Regions from separate parts of the Pan troglodytes genome. Here region 2 is linked to region 1. A link is a contact called in public HiChIP or PLAC-seq data. All regions are on one chromosome and are shown on one strand. Each heading gives the region's core, a stretch centred on a gene start, on an enhancer-like site or on the middle of the called end of the contact. The rest is flanking DNA. Distances are from core to core; before and after follow the strand shown.

What was found. HiChIP or PLAC-seq counts read pairs in DNA pulled down with a chosen protein or histone mark.
Region 2: a contact with region 1 is called in an H3K4me3 HiChIP or PLAC-seq map of stem cell-derived excitatory neurons, with 5 times the contacts expected there. The contact joins the promoter of KDM6B here to the promoter of EFNB3 in region 1. A contact is called at or near these places in 1 of 7 Hi-C or Micro-C datasets (stem cell-derived neural progenitor cells) and 1 of 1 datasets of contacts at active chromatin or transcription factors (stem cell-derived excitatory neurons).

Annotation. Positions count from the first base shown.
Region 1 is chr19:18,215,133-18,222,549 of NHGRI_mPanTro3-v2.0_pri, forward strand. It overlaps EFNB3 (ephrin B3), which reads left to right and starts at 3,193. Exons shown (of 5, transcript XM_016931472.4): 1 at 3,193-3,866; 2 at 6,096-6,388; 3 at 6,573-6,665; 4 at 6,773-6,877; 5 at 7,305-7,417. The coding sequence starts at 3,745. It overlaps WRAP53 (WD repeat containing antisense to TP53), which reads left to right. Exons shown (of 10, transcript NM_001280058.1): 7 at 491-699; 8 at 890-993; 9 at 1,140-1,274; 10 at 1,390-1,649. The coding sequence ends at 1,633.
Region 2 is chr19:18,345,097-18,352,513 of NHGRI_mPanTro3-v2.0_pri, forward strand. KDM6B (lysine demethylase 6B) reads left to right here and starts at 3,686. Exons shown (of 24, transcript XM_054670841.2): 1 at 3,686-3,845. DNAH2 (dynein axonemal heavy chain 2) reads left to right here. Exons shown (of 86, transcript XM_016931476.4): 79 at 153-337; 80 at 581-809; 81 at 885-1,036; 82 at 1,156-1,270; 83 at 2,075-2,251; 84 at 2,350-2,424; 85 at 2,567-2,717; 86 at 2,875-3,236. The coding sequence ends at 3,029.

The DNA of each region.
Region 1 (7,417 bases), core at 1,943-4,442:
TTGTGAGCCAGGGGCCACCTGTGGGGTTTCACGCCGTCCTCTGTACGGCCCCGGGAGCAGGTGCAGCCCAGTCGGCAGAGGAGCAAACAGGCTCAGAGCAGGTAGGAAACCTTCCCAAGGCCAACCAGCTGGTCAAAGGACTGCTTCCTTCCTGAACTCATACCCTGTCAGCTGTGGAGCTTTTGGTCTCTGAAATCTTTCTAGAAAATTGTTGATAAAGCTGATTCCGTTTTCCTGTAGGCCTTCAACTTGCATCTCTCCAAGGAAAAACTGGGATTTGAGAGGGATGAAGTGGGGCTTGGGCATTTAGGTCCTTTGGGAGGATAGATGTGGGGAGCATCAGAGGTCTTTGTCCTGCTTGTGACAGACAGCATGGGGGAGATGTTGAGTCCAAACATGTTGGCGCTGGGACGGGAGACAGACCTCTGCTTAGCCTGGTTAGTGCCAGGAGCCATTGCCCCCTCCCCCACTTTGTTCCTTCCCTCTCTAGCAAAAAAGCAGGGCCAGAGCGGCATCATCTCCTGCATAGCCTTCAGCCCAGCCCAGCCCCTCTATGCCTGTGGCTCCTACGGCCGCTCCCTGGGTCTGTATGCCTGGGATGATGGCTCCCCTCTCGCCTTGCTGGGAGGGCACCAAGGGGGCATCACCCACCTCTGCTTTCATCCCGATGGCAACCGCTTCTTCTCAGGAGCCCGCAAGGTAGGGGTCACACCCTGAGAGCCCAAAGCAGCTGGGCAGCGGGGCAGGAGCAGGGATGTAGTCTGCAGTGTAGGGGAATGGGTGGGGATGGGGAAAAAATCCCAAGCTGAAGGAGTGCCTGGAGACCCCGAGGGAGGCAGGGACATCCAGGGCTTTGGGGGTGACTCCAGGTCCTGTTCCTTGTCTCCAGGATGCTGAGCTCCTGTGCTGGGATCTCCGGCAGTCTGGTTACCCACTGTGGTCCCTGGGTCGAGAGGTGACCACCAATCAGCGCATCTACTTCGATCTGGACCCGTGAGTGGCTGTGACTCCTTCCTACACAGGGCCCTGATAAGCCTAGGAATGCCAGAGCCCAGCTGTAGGGTCCCAGTCCCTGGGTGTGAGGGGTTCCTGCCCCAGGGGTGAGGCCTCTGCCAGCAAATCTCTCCTCTCTCTCGCAGGACCGGGCAGTTCCTAGTGAGTGGCAGCACGAGCGGGGCCGTCTCTGTGTGGGACACGGACGGGCCTGGCAATGATGGGAAGCCGGAGCCCGTGTTGAGTTTTCTGCCCCAGAAGGACTGCACCAATGGCGTGAGGTCCTCAGTTCAATTCCAGAGATGTTGGGGCTTGGGTTGGGGAGGGAGGTGAATCCCAGAGGGAGCAAGTGTCCTCACTGAAGGCACTGATAGACCCTCCTCATCTCTCCCTCAGCCTGCACCCTAGCCTGCCTCTCCTGGCCACTGCCTCCGGTCAGCGTGTGTTTCCTGAGCCCACAGAGAGTGGGGACGAAGGAGAGGAGCTGGGCCTTCCCTTGCTCTCCACGCGCCACGTCCACCTTGAATGTCGGCTTCAGCTCTGGTGGTGTGGGGGGGGGCCAGACTCCAGCATCCCTGATGATCACCAGGGCGAGAAAGGGCAGGGAGGAACGGAGGGAGGTGTGGGTGAGCTTATATAAAAAGGTTTTTATGATACTAGAGTCTTCGTGTCTGTTTTGGGGGGGCATATGAGTGAGGTGGGGACCAGGCAGGGGGACTGGCGGGCTCCCTGGTCCAGCAGCAGTGGGTATGGCGTATTGGTCCTGAAACCAGGGGTTGAGAGGTGGGACCAGGCAGGAGCCAATGGGGCGGCTGAGCTTGGTGTGAAGTCAAGTGGGTGGGGGTGGGGCTTCATGCCATTGACTGGTTGGTTGCTAGGCAACTTGGTAAACTGAAGGGGGAAACCTGTTTGAAATCTCACTCCCAAGGTGGGGGCGGCAGGGGTCAGGGTTAGCGGGGCTGAGCAGGAGCTGGGTCAGACTGTTGGGTGTGACCGTGTGAGACTGTGCAGACAGTGACAGGGCGCCTGTCGCCCACACTCCACACTGTTTGCCATTCTCCAGCAGCATGGGGACCATTACTCAGCTCTGAGGGGAGCAGGAGCACTCTCCTCCCCTCCCCGGGGCTCCCCAGGAGGCAGACAACCCAGTTGCCAGAGTCAAGGACACACATAAAAGAGTAAAGGTGTTGAAAAATACAGTCGTCACCTTTGATATTGCTGTTCCATACGGGGCGCGGCGAGGGTCTTATTCATTCAGCGGCTGTCGCTGGGCTTGTTTCTCCATTTGTCTGCTCTGTCTTTGGGGGTGGGGGACGAGTGTGTCATTTGAAGCAGTGACTCCTCCCTCCTCCCCCCAACACCTTCCCAAACACTGAGAATGGGGGGACTTTGAAGAAATACTGCCAGCAGGGGATGTGATTTTGGACCTCACAATCAAAGGGAAGGGACGAAAGGCCTGGGGAGGCTTGAGAGGGAGAGGAATGTCACCCCTGCCCAGAGGTGCTGAAAGCCAGGGCTCTTACACCCGAAAAGGCAACTCCTCCCTTCCCCCAGGATAATTGGAAACAGCCCTTCCTGCGCAGCGCCGGTTTGGGGTTGTAGGTACGCCCCTTCTTCTCCCAGCCCCGCTTCTCCCCCCAGCCATCTAGGAAAGACCCAAGTGTATCCCCTAAACTCTTGTTTTTCACTAACCCCCAGGTAACAACAGCACATGGTCCATGGAACAGTGACAAAGGAGACCCCAAGAGTGGGAGTTGCGCAGCCTGGGTTTGGTTTCTAGCTTTATCCCAGACTTCCTGTGTGACCTTGGGCAAGTCACGGGGCCTCCCTGAGCCTCAGTTTCCTCATCTCTGCAATGGGATCGTTAGCTCTGCCCCTCCCACTTCACACAGGTAGTCGTGACGATCAGCTCCGCCGCACTTTGTAAAACGCCAAGCCTTCAAGGTTATTATTATTCTCTCCAAACCTGCCGGGAGCAGCGGTGTTGTTTTGGGATGGAGGAGGAGGCTGCGGGAGCGAAAGGGGCGGGTTCCTCGGGGTGGAGAGGGCGAGAGCCTTTCTGGATTCGAGAGAGGAAGATTCCAGCAGCTTGGGCGATCGGAGGGCAGGAGGGGAGCCGGGCAGAACTCAGCCGGAGCCAGAGGCTCGGAGAGACAAAGGGGGCGTGACAGCCCGCGCCGGGGGCTGAGGCGGGGCGGCGGGCGGGAGGTGCGCGAGGTGAGGGAGGTGTGGGGGGCGTGGGCCGCGGGATGCTGCCGCCCGCTCCGCCTCGAGCTCCAGCTCCGGTTTTTCCCTCCACCATCCTCTGCCCCTCCCCGCCTCTCCTTTAACTCCCCCCTCCTGGGCTCGGGACTGGTTTCCTCCCTTAGCCCGCTGCCCTCAATCCCGGCGAGGCTGGGGCTCCGGCTCGGCGCCCCCTTCCTCGCTCCCTGGTCCGGCGCCCCATGCCGCCCCCGCCCGGCCCCCGGCTCCCCCAGTCCCCCACTTAGGCGGACTCACAGATCCCGGGGTGCTGGCGCGTGGGCCGGGGGCGCGTAGGGCGCCTGCAGACGGCCCCTGGAAGGGCTCTGGTGGGGCTGAGCGCTCTGCCGCGGGGGCGCGGGCACAGCAGGAAGCAGGTCCGCGTGGGCGCTGGGGGCGTCAGCTACCGGGGTGGTCCAGGCTGAAGAGCCAGGCAGCCAAGGCAGCCACCCCGGGGGGTGAGCGACTTTGGGGGAGTTGGTGCCCCGCCCCCCAGGCCTTGGCGGGGTCATGGGGCCCCCCCATTCTGGGCCGGGGGGCGTGCGAGTCGGGGCCCTGCTGCTGCTGGGGGTTTTGGGGCTGGTGTCTGGGCTCAGCCTGGAGCCTGTCTACTGGAACTCGGCGAATAAGAGGTGAGTGGCCTGCGGCTGGGGAGATCCCAGACCCTAGGGCAGTGGGTAGGGAAGCTTTGGGGGCTTGGAGGCGGGCTTCTGTGGGCAGGGAGGAGGCGGGAGGGAAGGTGCTGGTGCTCTGATGTGTGATGGGTTACTAGACAGGTGATCTTGGGAGCCAGACTCCGGGTCCCACGCAGAGCTGGATGCGGGTGGTGCTATGGATGTCAGGAGTTTGGAGACCCCAAAGGGGCAAGGAGAAGAAAGTTCATGGGTAGCCGGGAGGGCAGTGAGGTGGGTATTTGGATCTGTGGGAGGCCTGCGTCGGGGGCTGGGCTTGGAGGGAGCCTGGTTACTGTCAGCTCTCAGGAGAGAGCTGCAGATTAGGTGCTGCGAGTCGCTGAGGGGAAGGCAGGGCAGGGTGCCTCCCTCCCGCAGAGGGACTGCGCATCCGAGATGGGAGGCAAGGGGGTTCCGTTTGGGGGCTCTGGGGACAACTTCCCCAAGGCTCCTTGACTCTCTTCACAGTCTGTCTCCCAACTCTTCCCCACAGTCAGTGAACTGTTGGCTGAACGATTTCCCAGCCAGAACATATTCCTGCCTTCCTGGCTTGCCGGCATCTTGCTGGAAGAAGCCTGGAGCCCCCTGAACCCTCCTTCCTTCCCTTTTGCATCTGGAGGACTCCATTGCCCCCTCCCCCAATCTTTGCTGCAAACTCTTCCATCAGACCCTCTGTTCCATGGCATGCCAGCTTTGCTCTGAAAAGAGGCCAGGGGTCAGATGAAACTTCAAGCCACGCTGGGTAGGACAGAACCTTTGGGAGGTCACCTGGGTCCCTTGCCTACATGCGGATCCCACTTCCCGCTCATAAAAGAGTTCTGTGTTTTGAAAAATTCCTACTTCCCTGGGGAGACTGTGTGAGGCCATGGGAAGGGGGTGGGCTTTGGAGCTCATCAAATCTTTGGTCTTAATCCTAGCTCTGCCGCTTTCAGCTGTGTGGCCTTGGGCATGTCACTTAACCTTTCTGAGTTTGTATCCTCAATCCTTACAGCTATTATGAGGATTAGCGGTAAGGTGTTTGAATGTATTATGTGCTCATTAAAGGAGAGCTAGGATTATTGTTCCTCTCTTTACTTCCCAGCCTCCCTCACACTTCTCTGCTCTGCCATCCCTCCCTCTCTTTTCCCTGGATCTCTTTGGGTATAATCTCAATGTCTTTTCTGTACTCAGTCACCCACCTGCCAACTCCCAGCTGCAATGTGAGTATCAGGTGTGTAGCTTGAGAACATAAGCTTGTTTTCACAGGGTAGAGAAAAGGGAGTTAGGGTGTCCTGGGGGCTCTTTCGGATGTGGGGTGGGAGTGGGACACTTGGGAGTCTGGGAAGATATCAAGTAGCAGTCCCCTGGGACCCAGTCCTGAGACCCTGTCTCAGCAGCTATTGATGTCCAGGAAGGGGCTGCAGGGGTTGGCAAGTTGTGGCTGTGCTGGGACAGTGGATGCCTGGGTGCACTGGCCAAGGAGATGGTGAAGTGTGTTGGTTGTGGTTAGAAAAGTCAACTCCTTTCCTTTCCAAAGCAATAGAGCACTTGCCCCAGAAGTCTAAGACCCAGTGTGGGATTCTGAGTGGGAGAATGACTCAGGCAGCAGGTTCCTAGACCCTGGTTCCCATCAGCCCCAATGATGGTCGTGGCCAAACCAGGCATTTGCCTTCTGTGCTATTAGCTGGCTAACTTAGGACACTGGTCTGGACCACCCTCCACACAGCCCCTCCCTGAACCGCCGCCCCCTTTGCCCGGAAATCCCTGAAATTCAGTGGTGGCCTGAAGGAGGGGAGGCTCTGCCCCCATGGTTGGCTGCCATGGAATAGTGAAATCACCTGGGAGGGGTGGGCTGTGTGGTTCCAGAGAGGCCAGCTCCTTGGTAACTGGCATCCTGTTGCCATGGCAATGGGGCTGGTGATGGAGCGGGAGATGGCGGTGTGCATGTGGTGAGGGCGGGCTGAAGAGTGGAGTGCATTTGGGCACACCAAGGGGCAGGAGACCCCTGAGCCTGGCTTCCTGCTGCTTCCAATGTGAATGCACAGAGTCCTTGGTGCCTGCTCTATAAGAAGAGACTTTCCGCTCAGACAAAGGCGGGCAAGCGTGAGCTGAGAATTGCTGTCCTGGAAGGTTGTGGGGTGAGGGAAGGAAAGCTCTGGGGGCCAGGCCTCTGACATCTCTTCCTTGTCCACCTTACCCTCCTCCCCATAGGTTCCAGGCAGAGGGTGGTTATGTGCTGTACCCTCAGATCGGGGACCGGCTAGACCTGCTCTGCCCCCGGGCCCGGCCTCCTGGCCCTCACTCCTCTCCTAATTATGAGTTCTACAAGCTGTACCTGGTAGGGGGTGCCCAGGGCCGGCGCTGTGAGGCACCCCCTGCCCCAAACCTCCTTCTCACTTGTGATCGCCCAGACCTGGATCTCCGCTTCACCATCAAGTTCCAGGAGTATAGCCCTAATCTCTGGGGCCACGAGTTCCGCTCGCACCATGATTACTACATCATTGGTACTGCTGGGCAGAGGGCACGATTGAGTGGGGGGCTCCTGATACCGAGCAGAGAGGGAGGGGGACCCCTGCAGCCAAGAGGGAGATCCCAGTGCCCTCAGGCAGTGTTCACACCAGGGTGTGGGGCCAGAATCAGGGCTAGATTCTGGAGTGCCAACCTCTTCCTCTGGCTTTTCTCTCCCAGCCACATCGGATGGGACCCGGGAGGGCCTGGAGAGCCTGCAGGGAGGTGTGTGCCTAACCAGAGGCATGAAGGTGCTTCTCCGAGTGGGACAAAGTGAGTGGGGCTGGGGGACACCTCCTGGGCACGAAGGGACGTTGGGGCAGTACGATCATGGTTGGGGCAGTTGTCTCAGCCCCTCTCTGGGTCTTCCTCATCTCCAGGTCCCCGAGGAGGGGCTGCCCCCCGAAAACCTGTGTCTGAAATGCCCATGGAAAGAGACCGAGGGGCAGCCCACAGCCTGGAGCCTGGGAGGGAGAACCTGCCAGGTAGGAACCAGGGGCTAGGCCCCTGCCTTCCCCAGCTTCCTCTGCTCTCAGACCCCAGCTGCCCTGCCGTCACCCTCCCTCCCTCTTCAGTTTTGGGGGCGGTGATACAGGAAAGAGGAGAAGAGAGGATGGGAGGGTGGGAGGGGAATGGAAACCAAATGAGGAAAAGACTCAATTAGAACTAATTAGCCAAGTCAGTGCTTCAATCAGTGCTGTCAGAGAAGTGGGGAGGACTCTGTGGCAGGAAGCTGAAGGGCTGGACACCTGGATTCTGAGCAGAGTTCGGCGGGGGAGGGGAGATGGGGTCCCCAAGGGGCCTGGGCGCTACAAGGGAAGCCCATGGGGACCCCCAGGGTTGGGTGTCCAGGTGCCCAGGTGGCTCCTTCAGTCCCTCCCCCTCTTTCCTCCTTCACCCCTTCCCTGCCAGGTGACCCCACCAGCAATGCAACCTCCCGGGGTGCTGAAGGCCCCCTGCCCCCTCCCAGCATGCCTGCAGTGGCTGGGGCAGCAGGGGGGCTGGCGCTGCTCTTGCTGGGCGTG
Region 2 (7,417 bases), core at 2,436-4,935, 130 kb after region 1:
GGGGTCCTCATCCCAGCCCTCTCTCCTTACACGTCCTACCCCATGGCTCCCCTGTGGGAATATCCGTGGACACAAAGCCTGTGTTGAAGCCCCATTGGCAGATTTCCTGCCATAACTCTGGGAATGGGGGCTTGGGCTGGGATCATGCCTAGGTGTCAGAAAACTTGCTGAGCCTCTATCTCGATGAGTACGAGGAGACACCTTGGGACGCACTTAAGTACCTCATTGCCGGCATCAACTATGGTGGACATGTCACAGATGACTGGGACCGGCGCCTGCTGACCACCTACATCAATGATTATTTCTGTGACCAGTCTCTATCAACTCCCTTCTACCGGTGAGGGGGAGGTGGCCCTGGACAGGGAGCCAGAGGTCACAAGTCAGCCAGGTGGTGGGATCAGGGGTGGGGGTAATGTTTGAGGAGAGGACGTGAGATTGGGAGAAGACAGAGTTTGTGGGATTGAGAGGGGGAGCAGGGCAGGGAGCTGGACAAATTGGACATGCATAGGTTTGGGGTCTTGGCCTGGCATTGAGGGCTGAGTCCCCACAATGTGGCAGTAATTATGCTATGACTCCCTAGGTTGTCAGCACTGGAGACTTATTTCATCCCCAAGGATGGCAGCCTCGCTTCTTACAAGGAATACATCAGCTTATTGCCTGGCATGGACCCCCCTGAGGCCTTTGGCCAGCACCCCAATGCTGATGTGGCCTCTCAGATCACTGAGGCACAAACCCTCTTTGATACTTTGCTTTCCTTGCAACCTCAGATTACACCCACCAGGGCTGGAGGCCAGACCCGGGAAGAGAAGGTAAAAAGAGCCGGGCCTGGGGGAGGGAAAGTGATGAGAAGAGGGGGCTACACTCAAGAGCTCCTGCCTGCTCAGGTCCTTGAGTTGGCCGCTGATGTGAAGCAGAAGATCCCTGAAATGATCGACTATGAGGGGACTCGAAAACTGCTAGCTCTCGACCCCTCCCCCCTCAATGTGGTCCTTCTGCAGGAGATCCAGAGATACAACACACTGATGCAGACCATCCTGTAAGACAGAGGGGGACTCTGCAGAACAGGGGAGGGTGTGAGGAGAAGCCTTCGCCTTCTGGCTAGAATGACGTTCCCAGGCCCACCTCATCTCTAACACTCCACCTCATCCTGCTCAGGTTCTCACTGACAGATCTAGAGAAAGGCATCCAGGGTCTCATCGTCATGTCTACAAGCCTGGAAGAGATTTTCAATTGCATCTTTGATGCCCACGTTCCTCCGCTCTGGGGAAAGGCAAGATTATACCATTGTTGATCCTTCTCCAACAATGAGCTCCCCTCTCAATCCTGGGCCCCCCCAATCTCCTGGTTCTAGGTGGGCATAAAGCAAACTGCAGAGAGCCGAAACTTTGGAGTTAGATAGGTTCAAGGTTAAAACCTGGCTCTGCCATTCATTGACTGACTTCATACAACTTATTAACTTACAGACTCACTCAGGGAAAATTACTAACCTCTCCAAGGATGTTTCAGAGATTCCCAGTATTGTGCCTACCACTCAGTAGGTGCTTCATCAATGCTACCTGGTTAATATTACTGCGGTCATTGTTATGAATGAATAGCTGTCGTTGTATGCCTCTTTCCTAGAAGTTGGCTTTGGAGAGCTTTGTTCACCTGTAGTTGGGGAACAGGGGCTGCCACCACATAGTCTTCTCATATCTGCTTCAGGTGCTCAAAATAAGGATTTGGGCTGGACGCGGTGGCTCATGCCTGCAATCTCAGCACTTTGGGAGGCTGAGGCAGGCAGATCACCTGAGTTTAGGAGTTTGAGACCAGCCTGGTCAACATGGTGAAACCCCGTCTCTACTAAAAAAATACAAAAATTAGCCGGGCCTGGTGGTGGGCGCCTGTAATCCCAGCTACTTGGGAGGCTGAGGCAGGAGAATAGCTTAACTTGGGAGGTGGAGGTTGCAGTGAGCCAAGATCGTACCACTGCACTCCAGCCTGGGGGACAAGAGCAAAACTCTGTCTCTAAATAAATAAATAATACGGATTTGAATGCACGGCTAAATGAGTGAATACACATGCACTCCTTCCCCAGGCATACCCCTCACAAAAGCCATTGGCTGCCTGGACCCGGGACTTGGCCATGCGTGTGGAGCAGTTTGAGCTGTGGGCCAGCCGGGCCCGGCCTCCTGTGATCTTCTGGTTGTCTGGTTTCACCTTTCCCACTGGCTTCCTCACTGCTGTGCTGCAGTCTTCAGCTCGCCAAAACAACGTGAGCAATGTGCAAAGTGTGGGTGGGGGATGTATGCTGGGGCCATGTATGTGTTCTCCTCTTCAGGGTCCTCTCTTATTCTCACCTTCAACCCCCAGGTTTCAGTGGACAGCCTCTCCTGGGAGTTTATCGTTTCCACTGTGGATGACAGCAACCTAGTGTATCCCCCCAAGGTGGGAGCCAGTTGTGCTTGGGGCTCTGAGCAAAAGAGGGTACTGGAAATAATTGGACGAAAAGGGAGGAGAGAGGGAGCAGGTCAGGGGCGCTGGCAATTGAAGTCTAGCTTCTCCCAGACCTGCTCCCATTTCTCCCCAGGATGGTGTCTGGGTCCGGGGCCTGTACCTGGAAGGTGCTGGCTGGGACCGGAAGAACTCCTGCTTGGTGGAGGCAGAGCCCATGCAGCTTGTCTGCCTCATGCCCACGATCCACTTCCGGCCTGCAGAGAGCCGCAAGAAGAGCGCCAAGGGTGGGACAGCTCCCCAGGCAGGACCTGCCTGCCCCGTCCCTAGTTTGGAACTCAACCCATTCTCTGCTCCAGCCCATCCCACACCCGCTCCTGCCCTGCTCCTGCCCTGCTCTCCCGGAGGCTCCAGGGGTCTGACTTCTCCTCTCCTTTCCCCCAGGCATGTACTCCTGCCCCTGCTATTACTATCCCAACCGGGCAGGCAGCTCAGACCGAGCCTCCTTTGTCATCGGCATTGACCTGCGGTCTGGGTCCATGACACCTGATCATTGGATCAAGAGGGGCACTGCTCTACTCATGAGCCTGGACAGCTGAGACCTCCTCCTCTTCTCCGCTTGAGAGAGAGGGTCAGGGACTCCAGGAGCAAAGACAGATGTTGCACCTAGGACTGAGGCTGGACCTCACTCAGACTTTGACCTTGGCCGAATTTGTGTGATGTGGCCCTGGAGATACCTAGTTGTGTTAGCCATAAAAGTGAGAGTTGTATTGGAGCTCAGTGCTGTAAAACACCCGCGACAACAAGCCTTAAGTCTCTCAATGCAATGGTGAGGGTCTGGGGAGGGAGGAAGCCCAGGCCTCACAGAGGACAGAGCTACTGCGGAGCTGCTACTGGACGGGGAAAGAAGCGAGGGAGGTGGGGCGGCCTGGAGCGGAACGGAGGCGTGGCCCTGAACGAATGGGCAGGGCGGAGCCGCCTGAAGAGGCTGTGGCTTAAGTCTCCGGGCAGGACTTCAGTGGGTGGGGCGGGGCTTACCTTAGAAGGGCGCGTGATCCAAATGAGTAGGGATTTGTCAGGCAGGGATCAGGGCTGAACCCCGTACACTGCACCCTGAAGCCCGCACCCTGAAGCCCGCACCCCGCACCCGGCATCCTAGCCGGCACCCGCCCTGAGGCGAGCGGGACCGGCAGAAGACGGGGCGGAGCCGGAGAGGGGGACTAGAGCGCGAGGAGGGGCGGGACCACAAGGGGGCGGGGCTGGGGAGCGGGGGTGCGGGTGTTTGTGTTGGAAAATCCAACTGCGCCACTGGGCGGAGCGGCCCCCCCAGCCCCGGCCTGGGAGAAGGGGGGGCCGCTCGACCCCCTGGGATACCTTGGGGAGCCTGAACACCTGGGACCCCCCCCCAGAACCAGGTAACGGGGAGCCGCGAGGACGTCTGTAAAGAGGGAAACCCTCTCCTTGCAGCAGGGCAGGACGCCTGAGTCTCTGGAGGGGTAGAGCTGGGGATGGACGTTTGGGTCTTGGGAAGGGCACTGGGAAGAAGACTGGGGCGAAGGTCATGGGTCCCCTAGAAGAGAGTACGGCGGGGAAGGAGGAAGAACTGGGAGGCAGATGTCTCAGGTTCCAAATGTCCAGAGGGGCCTGAAAGGACTCCCCGTTCCCCTTGGGCTGGGATTCCCCTTCCCGACTCCAGGGCGGGGCGGGGCGCGGCGGTCCTTACTGAAGGGCAGGACTAAAGGGCAGAGTTTGCAGACAGGTCAATGCCATGGCCCAGTAAGGTCAGATGTGGTCAGACTTGGGTGTGTCCCGGTCCCAGGGCTACTTTAAGTCTCCCTCCAGTTCTCTGCACGGGTGAGGTGTAGAAGCCTCAGCCTGACCTTCCCACCAGCGGCCCCGAGAGCTTCCCAGCGGTAGCCTTCGCCTTCTTCCCACCCCCCCTCCCCCACACTGCGCCTCCCTTTCACTCCGTCTCGCCCCGCTAGCCTCCTCATCCCTAGTCCTTCTCCCGCTCCGCCGTTCCCGAACCCTAGCGCGCCCCGCACGGCTTCTCGGTGCGGAGCCTTCCCAACGTAGCCAGAAGATGGCGAGGGCGAGACGCACCCAGGGCGGGTGGGGGATGTGACCGTGAAAGTAGCTGAAGCCCCCCGCCCCGGTCCGAGGGAAAGGTAGGCTGAGGCCCCCACTTGACTTCCTGTGATCTGGGCCCCCTCACAGGAAATTGTGGGCAGGAGGTCGCAGCGCAGAAGACGGGGAGGGGGCTGGGGACTCAATCTCCGCCTCTCCCGGCTGGGGTAAATAGTGGGGAGGGGGGCACGCGGGGTGGTTGCTAAGCGACGTAGATTCGCTTCCTGTTTGCTGCAGCTTATGTTGTGACACTGGTGGGGGTTAGAGAGCGCGGAGGGCCTGAAGACTGTGGGGAAGGCCGAGGGCAGGACGCCTGGTTCCCGGGACAGGAAGAGCCCTGGGAGGAAGGCGGGGAGGTAGCGAGCTGCGCCGCGACCGAAGGGGACTCGGCGGTTGTCCGGAGGGGGGTAGGGACCGAGGCGCAGCGTTCACCTCGGCTCCCCTTCCCTCCCCTGGGTTGCTTGTCCTGTTGCCAGAGTAACTGGAGGGCGAGACTTGGGAGTCGGATTCCCGAACTCTCCCGTCCGCCCAATCCGCTCCGGCGGTCGGCCCTGACGCCAGGGCCCTGGCAGCCAATGGGGAAGGGGGATGATAGCGACAGGAAAGGGAGAGGGGAGGGGCAGCGGCGGAGGCTGGGAGGCAGCGGCGGAGGCTGGGAGGCAGCAGCTGCCTGGGACCCGCACGTGCACTCCCACACGCTCGCGCCCACCCCCCCGCCCTGCGCCGCACGCGCCCGAGCACCCCCTTGCGCCTGCGCGGCGAGCCGGGCGCCCCCCTCCCCTCGTGGAGTCTGTGTAAAGCCGCCTGAGGCTGCGCTCTTCAGCCCCTGGGGACCCACACGTCTCGGTCGGTCTGCACCGTTTCGCGGGTCGCGACCATAATGCCCAGCCTGGCTCGGGAGGGCCGACTACCTGTTCCCCACCTCCCCCCAGCTGGCGCCCCACACTCCCAGGTGGGCTGGGCGGAGCTGTGGTTTCCGGCCCCATCTGCTCGGCCGCTGCCTTCCCGGGCTCTGGCTTAAGTTGCTTTCCCAAGAGAAAGCGAGCGGGTACCAGCGCCCCTTCCCAAGGCTTCTCCCGCCTGGGCCCAGCTGCTGTTGGTGGTGGAGGAGGGCACTGCGGGGAAGCCCCGGACGGCCCAGGTGATTCTTCTGGGCCATCACGCCCCTTCTTCGCGTGAATTCCTGCTCTTTGATGTGCACCAAAACCCTTCCCATTCCTAACGTTTCCTCCTCGTTCGCCCCGGCGTTCTTTGCACCTCCCTCGGCTCCTTTCGGGCTGTCTGTCCCTGTCTCCACTCGTCCTTCTCCGCTTCTCCCGGTTATATAACTCTTCGTCTCGCCGTGTCCTGGTTTCAACTCCACAGACTCCGCCCTGGAACAGCGCGGGGAGGGGCGGGAGAGTTGGGGACCCAGACAGATTCCGGCTGGCGGCCGGCTGGGGCACGGGGGATCCTGCAGATGGAAGACGGAGCCCCGCGGGACCCGGTGCCCCCGTCCCCGCCTGCCGGCCCCCACCGAGATCTCGCCCAGGAGAGAGAAGGCACAGTATCTCCGAGGGGCGTGTCGGGCCGACTCCCGTCAGAAATGTGGGTTGGGAGGTCAGGGCTGCAGGCGGAGAGGAGGAGACAGGCAAGAGGCCTGAGTCCCTGGGATTGGAGTCGTATTAGGGGTAAAAGAGATAAGGACGCCTGGGTTTCTTCTTATGTCTCCTTTTTGGGTTCCCAGAATTCCTAAGGGTGTTTCCAGGAAGCTTAGCCAGCACACCCACTCCGCCCCGTAGGGGTCAAAGGTCTGTGTTAGAGGTGGCCTGGGATGATGTCACTAGTGCACGTGCCCCGGGATGGTTGCCAGGCAATGAGGCTTCCTCCCCCTTCTATTCCCTCCCACCTCTGCCCCGAGTCCAGTTCCAGTCCCGTGCCATCTCTTTCCCCTCTCCCTTCCCGTGGTCTTAGCATCCTGCAGGTGGGAAACCCCGGCCTGGAGTTTTGTGAGGGGGAGGGGCACGGGTGTGGTGTGGCTGAAAGACTTTGCCCCTTTGCTGGGCTGAGGGAGCCTTGGGTCACTTTTCCCTAGATTGGCACAGAAGAGCTTCCCCTCCAAGGCTCCGCCCCCATAGAAAAAGCTACCTAGCCGTCATTTTACTTTCCCACCTGCTGCATGGCCAAGTGTCCTATTGCCCCCTTCCCCAGATTGATTTGAAGTGGGAGTGGTTGAAAGACGGAAGAGTTGTGTGTAGTATGGGGGGGGGGGTTCACTACACACCAGCTTATCCCTGAAATCCCCTTAATGGCACACCCCCATCTGCAAACAATGAAAGGAAAAGGGTCAAGAAACAGTATTAGGCTGAAAAGTCAGGGTCTTTATTGTGTGTATGCGGGTGAATCGGTTTGTAGCCTCTCACTTGGTGGAGGGGGACTCAGTTGATTGCTATGGTTGTTCTTCTCTATTAAGTCCCAGGGTTGGTGATGGTATTGGAATGAATCGGTTTGTGCTTTTATGTACCTTAGAGCTTGGACTGTCAGATCAGACCTGGATTCTAATTCTAGCTTTGTCACTTAGTGGCTACTAGGACTTGGAGAGGTCAGAACCTCTCTGAGCTTCGTATGTTAATCTTGAACATTTAAATATCAACACCTACCTTGAAGGCCGCTGGGAGGAAAAAAATGAGATAATTTATGCAAATCACTTAGCACAGTGCCTGGCACAGAATGAACACAGAATGAGTGCTTGTTGTTATGAAATACTTTTATTATTAAATGGTGTTAGTTACTAGTTTATTATTATTGCTGTGGGTCTGCTCCAAACCAGCGGTAACCCTAGGAGTTTGTTAAGGGGGAGTGGATAGTTTGTGTTAATTTG